Linked DNA regions of Cricetulus griseus: region 1 is linked to region 2. A link is a contact called in public Hi-C data. All regions are on one chromosome and are shown on one strand. The core of a region is the stretch at or near the end of the contact, and the rest is flanking DNA. Distances in the headings are between cores, read along the strand shown.

The links. A called contact is a pair of places that touch in the nucleus more often than the background predicts.
Region 1: a contact with region 2 is called in a Hi-C map of liver, with 4 times the contacts expected there. The contact joins two enhancer-like sites. A contact is called at or near these places in 2 of 8 Hi-C or Micro-C datasets (the CHK-Q cell line and liver).

What each region holds. Positions count from the first base shown.
Region 1 is chr2:47,224,960-47,228,754 of CriGri-PICRH-1.0, reverse strand. Pde4b (cAMP-specific 3',5'-cyclic phosphodiesterase 4B) reads left to right here. Exons shown (of 17, transcript XM_035439769.1): 5 at 3,762-3,795. Among named protein-coding and RNA genes, the nearest start is that of Pde4b, 220 kb to the left of the region's middle. Within about 2 kb of position 1,689, at least 1 of the 6 cell types and tissues checked has open chromatin away from gene starts, as enhancers often do.
Region 2 is chr2:47,130,971-47,134,457 of CriGri-PICRH-1.0, reverse strand. The region is part of intron 8 of Pde4b (cAMP-specific 3',5'-cyclic phosphodiesterase 4B); the gene reads left to right. Among named protein-coding and RNA genes, the nearest start is that of Sgip1, 150 kb to the right of the region's middle. Within about 2 kb of position 1,922, at least 1 of the 6 cell types and tissues checked has open chromatin away from gene starts, as enhancers often do.

The DNA of each region.
Region 1 (3,795 bases), core at 440-2,939, 95 kb before region 2:
TAAATAAGCAGGTAGGGGGCAGCTAACCCTCCCATGTGTGTAATGTCAAGGACGGGGGCCTGCAGCAGAGAAGGCTGGGTGGGCAAGTGATAAATATTTGCAAATTGGGTCCGACAGAGCTTAGTGGATGATTATGGGATGAGGCAGAGGGAAGTTCCCTCCTGGCCAACATGATAGATGACTTCATCATTCCCTAAAAACCAGGTGCTTCCTTCTATTACCCACGGTAAGTGTATGATACAATAGAGACACGTTCTCTAGACTGCGGTAGGGACAGGCATACACATCTTAAAGAGGTTGTTACCAGCTGGAAGATAGACAGACAACACCCTACTTACATAATAAAGACCCACTACCGATGCCCATGACTAAATAAATGGAGGCTTTTATCTGCCAAGAAAGATCCCTCCTTTCTCCCATTTGCAAGCCGAGACATGGCTTGCTTAACTCTCACAGCTGATAATAAAGTATCTGAGAAACATGACAATGATGGCTAGGGACAGGATGTGTGTTCCCAGTGACCACAGTTCTAATCTGTAGAAGACAGGCTGAAATCAGCTACCAGCCCAACACAAGACAATTCCACATATAGTGAAAAATAAACACAAAGTAAATTAACAAAACTCACAGTCTAGTGGTGAGAAGCAGCAATTTTGCTGTATCATGGTTAAGATCTGACCTACACACTCAATTCCAAGACCCAATTGCAAGAAGCTGTTCTGAGCTTCAGGCTCAGGTTGGACTTTAAAAGTGTAATGTTTTGATTCTGTCACTAGAGGGCGCTTGTGTAACAGTTCTCAATATTTAACCCTATTCCAGAGAGGGCACACTGCCTTTCTCTAATGACCTGGGGAATTAAATAAATAAATCAGTTTCAATATAGTCAAATATTTTGCTACTGAAATTTCAGGTTATTCTTAATTTGTAAAATAGCATAGATTTTGAAATAGTTCTGTAATATGCAAAGGTTTTGTTTCATTTTATTTGGTTTCTTTCCCAATTCTTGTTCTGAATCTGTTCATTCTCTAGCAGCTATTATAAGACCTATAGCATTAAGTTAGTTGCTCAAATGCTCTTAGGGAGCCAGTGCAGGCAACCCACCAATCCACTCCTGTTTCTGAATATCCTGCTGTCCCAACCTCAAAAGTCCCCTGAGCGAGCCATGTTGACATTGTGCTATGGTGGCCTTCCTCTCTTGAATCGTTAGTTTATATAGCTTTACTCCCTCTCCAGATCACTTGTCCAACATCAACTCTGTGTGGGGTGGTATGTCTGAATCTCACAGTATGATTTGACCCCCAGCTCTATGTGTGGTGGTGTGTCTGTCTTCCTAAACGGTTTGATTTCCATCAAATATTTCAACTCCAGAAATCCAGGAGCCACAGAAGATCTGGTTGACATCAAACCAATTTCCCTGTGCTTCAGCTCACCCTTGCATGTTATGAACCATGCTGGTTTCATCTCAAAAATTGGAGCAGACTGCAAGATCTTTCACCCATCTGGACATTTGCCACATGAAAACACAGGCAGTTGGGGTGCAAGTCACCACATGCCATTTGTAACAACCGTTTCTGACTCTCCTTTTAGAGCCTTTCTGAAAGCCCTGCGCTCCTCCTTTGGCTGCTTAACTACATTTGACGCTGTGAGCGAAGCTATCCCCAACCACTGCTTGTCACTATTCTTACTGCCTAACTCTGCAGTTTCAATCCCCTGTTCACACCACTTCCCTAGTCCACAGCGCCACCTGGGTGTCTCTGAGCACCTTGAACTCCACTCTACCCTGAAGTTCCATGGGTACCATGAAAACTCCCAACTCCTCTGCACATTTCTTGTTTCTACTCATGACTCTTTTCTCAGATGCTCGTTTTTTTTTCTGTTTGTTTTTCTAGTGAAAATACGATTTCCTTATGCAAGTAACTGCTGAATTCTGACAGGATCCCAGTCGTTTCCTGCTCTTGGATGCATCTACTCTTTCTCATTGCCAGGAACCCTCTCGCCACTCCTGGGCTCTCCCTGCCATTCCATCCCTCAGCATCCGCAGCAACTTGCTTTTTTAACCCTTTACCAGTCTGTCTATATCACCTCCCACATCACTGAAAACCCTCTCCTGTTCCTGTTGAGTGAATCCTCAACATCACAGGCCATGTGCCCCATAGCTCGGGTGCGTGGGACCTTCTAACCTTACTCTCTGCATCTGCCATAATTAATATGCTCTAACCAATGAGCATACTCGCCATTTTTCCATTTTGGAACTTCTGCTATTACCATTTCTCTCACAGGTGTCAGCTATCACCTCTGCCTTCTAACAGACTATATCCCTAAAAGTCCATCTCAAACACTACCGACTCGGCCAAGCCCTCCTTACTTCCACTAACTTATAGTAAATTTCTCTTTTGGATCCCATTCAGTATCTATTATTTGTGTTTCTCTTTCTGTGTTTATATGTAGATTGCAACTTTTAAAGTATTTTTGATTTCTCTTATGTTTTGACTTGAGAGATGGTGGTTTCTGCATAATTTGATTTGTCAACGGTGTAGCAAATATTGTAAAATAAGAACTATAGTGTTTAAAGCATTGAGTTGGGGAAGCCAAGAGAAGCTGGGATATTCCACTTACCAGCCATGTACTTGCTTCACAACTGCAATGCCGATATTGCACAAGGGCCAATCACACATAGTGGCTTACTACTTGTCAGTTTGTTTTATTTTTCTTCTCAATGTCCAAACTGGGCCTACAAGAAATTCCAGAGACTTCCTAGCTAAAGAGAAGGTACATTAACAAGGTACCCTGCTGAAGGCTGCATCAGAGGGGAGTAGATACGGATGCATGTGCTCTGCAGCTCTGAAACCTGACTTCACATGGTGCTCGGTACCAGGCAGGTGCTTAATTATTATGGAGTACCCTTTATGGATAAAGCACCACATTTATTGTGGCAATGAAGGACACAGGCCAGACAGGGATGGGAGCTCATTGCCATCAGCTTCCGTGTTGCTGATTCATAGGGTGCCAGCAAATTAACCTAATTTTGTGATGGTGGTCAATGCGGCTTCTCAAATCTGCAGCGGAGAGCTTGCTGAAGGCAGTTGTTAGCAGATTACGAAAGCAGATGCCAAAGCATGGAAAGTACATTGCTGCAAACACGGTTTTCCATGGTCCCAAGCACAGACTGGTAAAACAGGAGGCAGAGCATAATTAGGTCTGGGACCAAATGAATGTCACTGCTATAGCTTTAGTAGGCTCAGTCTGCACATTCCCATTAAATTTTTTTCCTTGGGTACTTTGAGAGGGAAAAAAAAAGGAGTATATTAAAAACAAAAAGTAATGGGATTCCCAGACAGAAATCTGTGTTTAAATGGTATTAAAGCTGTGGTTCAAATCAACAAAAGCCAGGAAATCCAGTGTTACCCTTTATCCAGACTGTTATACCATTTTTTCCAATGCATAGTGTGCCTACGGGCAGCCCTCCCTTAGAGTTTCCTGGCTCTGGCAACTCAAATCCAAAAGTCACTTTGAATTATAGGGCTCTGGGCCTGTCATTTAGTGGAACTACATGCCCTGAGGTCCTATGCTTATTGCCAAAGCTTTTAGCTGGAATCACTGTAAGGTGGGAATCATGAACTGGGTGCTACTTTTTCTCCTGTCATTTCTGCACTCAGAAGGGTTACTGGGACAGTTGAGTTGCTGATACTGACGAACTTTAATGTCACTTTTTTGTCACAGTTGAAATTCATCTGTTCTGCTTCTTTTTCTCTTTTCACCAGGCACGGCGATGACCTGATCGTCACTCCATTTGCC
Region 2 (3,487 bases), core at 673-3,172:
CCTCTCTCCTTAGTCATGCTTTATTGTTATAGATAGGAGCATCTCCATTTTTCCCCCAGTTAACTTCAGCAGTATAGAAAGAGTTTTATTTTCTGAGAGGAGCTAGTTGCTAGTAATTACTGTGCCCAAGCTGTAGGAGGCTGCTCTAGAACCTGTCACACAATCTTAAGAGGTTAGGGCAGAAAGGTGGTTTGGAGCCTTACATGTCACTCTCATTTCACAGAAGAGAGATGAAGTGATGTCACAAGACCAGTTGTAAAGACTGAGAATCAAAGTTGAGATTCGATTCCCATGTCATGGGGACCCATTGTTTGTCAGAAGCAACTCCCATATGGAATTCAGACATTAAAAATCTACCTAGCCTGAACTCCCCAACTGTCCAGTCAGCTGTCACCTCAACATAGCAATTCCTTGGTTGGTCCAGTCACCAGGGTCAGCCCTACCCTTACTAATCAGACTTTGCCTTTCTAAAAGGCCACATCTGCCTTTCTTAGTCTTTCCAAGTCCCAAACAAGTGGGCCCTTCATAAGTATTTTTTGATGAAAGCAATGATTGCCTTAGTCAGTGTGGTGAGGCCCTCCCTTGCTGAGGAAAACCAGTGGTGGTTGCTAAGCAACATATAAAGGTCTAGATTGGTTTCTGACCCCGGATGACCTTCATTTGTATACTTCATGATGTGTATTTTATGGTTACCTTAGGATGACTTTGGAAAACTTTGTTTTTGGTATGTATCGCCCTGCCCTTAGGGGGGAAAAAAAACATAGGAGAATCCATTTAGGTATGGGAAAAAGGGAGAAGGTACTCCTCTGTTTACTTGCATGAATACACTGACCCGTTCTGCAAAGACACAGAAGGTGTGTAGTTTATTCAGCCCCGTGGCTGAGAACCACCACCCTCTACCACACAGACTGATGGGACCGTGTATCCCAACAGGATCCTATGACAAAGGGAAGCTACAAGGGCATAGAGCGTAGGGAGAAATGTCTTGCTGTATATGATTTTTTTTTCGACCTGCAGCCAATCACACCACTAAAGAGCCCTCCTCACCCTCTTTAGACTGTTACCTGAGGACTAGCCAATCTGCCCTAATATGTCTGGCCAGTCTACTAGAGTAAAAGGACTTTCTGTTTGTCCATTTGCTTGACCCCTTCCCCACTTTGCCTGACCATTTCACGTATTCCATTAATGTTTGCTGAAACATGACAGAATGGCTTTAATGAAGTGGTATAAGTCTAGTCGACTCCAAAATGTTTAAAAATGTTTCAGAGATACCAAAGGAACCAAAATGAGGATAATTGCTTGACTATTCAGCTGTCTTGTACAGGGAGGGGGGGTGGAATCTACAGAAGAAATCATCTGTCTCTAAGCTTTTCTGTAAGGTATTTTTACTATAGTTTAAGTATGTTTCTTTGCTAAATGCTAGTAGACCTATCAGCGTCTATAAACCTGTCTTTCCTAACCTCCTAGTCTCCAGTAAGGGCTGGTTTCGTGGCTTAGAAGGTGAGAGGTTATTGTGACAGAGTTATATCTTAAAAAAACAAATAACTTGGAATTTATGCAGTTTACTTGTAGTTCAAAATTGCATTGAAGTTCAACATGTCAAGTCTACAAAGCAGAAATGATTGACTCAGAGATGTCTGGTTACTTGTGAAAACACACACATACGTAAGCAGGGTTACCCAGAAAGAGAGAGGTTGTGTCTCAGAGGACAGTGTGTGGTACAGTGAGCCAACAGGCAGAGGCTCGGATTTGGTCTGGCTTCAACTCAAAAGGCAGCTCTCTGGGAGAGGCAGTGGTTTGACCTGAGTCTTAGATGCCTGAAGTGAAGCTATTGTCAGATACAGGATGCTCATTTGGAAGGGGAATGCCTCACAGGAAAAAGAGCCAATTACAAGTTCAGGCTGTTGCCATGGTGCTTTGCTGATCCTTCAACATGCAATACAGGAACTCCCTGGAAGGCTAGGGTTAGGGGGTAGGGGAGTCGGGAGAAGTGGAGCCTGCCTGGGTAGGGCATCTCACTGCCTGTAGTGTAATACTGACAAGAAGGGGCTGGGAAGGGAGCCAGGAAAAGAATGACATTTTCAACATATCCCGGGTTGCTAAAATGAAACTAAAATAATTTAACTATGAAATGTTTCTAACATGACTTGTAAGATGTAACAACACTAAAATATCAAATAAGCATAACTCCAAAAAATTCATTGTTCATTCAGCAAATGCTATCTCATATTTGCTAATGTACTTGGGAATCCTACCTGGAAAGGAAAGGTTAAGTGAATTGAATCCATTTGTTGAATAAGATCTAATAAGCATTTTAATGAACTGAGTGCAGAAAATTGCACATTTCAGATGAAATACTTTTTGAGTCAAATAGATTAATTCCATCCTCATTCTTTCTGCTGTGAAAAGAGGCTAAATGCATCAGTACCCCAGGTGGTGGACAAATAATGTTCCAAAAGCAGGTTAAGAAAAAATTCTTGTATACTGGATGCCGAGTCAGAAAACACCTACTGTTCCAACCCTTTCCAATTAAAAAAAAATGCTCAGAGTCAATTAATCAAATGTACTATCACTTGGAAGCAATTAGAATAGCTGTCAGGCTGCTTTTGCAGACGGCTGTCTGCAGAGGAAGAGGGGGTTAAAGAACACCTAGCTGGAACGGGGGAGGGTAGGACCTCAGATTTACTTAAATATTCATGGGGCTTCCTCCATTTTAATCTTCTCCCTTTTAAAAGATGGCTGTTTCCCAGGCAGACAGCTCCCGGGGGAAAGAGATTCCCTGCTCCCTGGCAGAGTTGGACTAATCTAGGGTGGAAACCCCTCCGGGCACCAGGACTGTTCATAACTGAAACAGTGCTTCAAGCCGGCTAGCTGAATACATTTGGACCGGCTCTTGCGCCTTCGTACAATTCCTGGTTTCATTACTCTCGTCTGCCTGGAAACAAGCAGGGAGCGCATAGACTTCTTGCAAGAACAGAGTGTGAATGAAGATGATGGGTTTGCCGTGGATTAGGAAATACCGCGCATTTGCAAGGCTTTGTCTTTTCTAAGTTTTGATTCTGTAACCACTGGATCTGCAGGGGTTTTCTGATCCTCTGGGGATTGCTCTCCTAGAACTGAATTCTTTCGAAGGGATTTGTGGATTGTGGCAAGAAGAGCCTCCAAAATGCCCGAGGCAAACTATTTGTTATCTGTATCTTGGGGTTATATTAAGGTGGGTCGATTTGATTGTATTATGTGTCTTTGGTAGAATCCAAATGCTTTTACATCCGTCTGGTTTTCTGTGCAGTAGAAGGCATCAGCAGTGATTGAATTTGTGTATACATGTAATCACTGGGGCTTCTTATGAAATAGGACATGTTTCGCTGCATCGTATTTTAATGTGCTGTAATGTGTTTCAATCCTGTTTTTCTTTTTCCTCAGCTGTGTTTTAAAAGGATGCTTCCCTCGCTCTCTTTCATTTCCCCTTAAACTTTTCACTTAATCT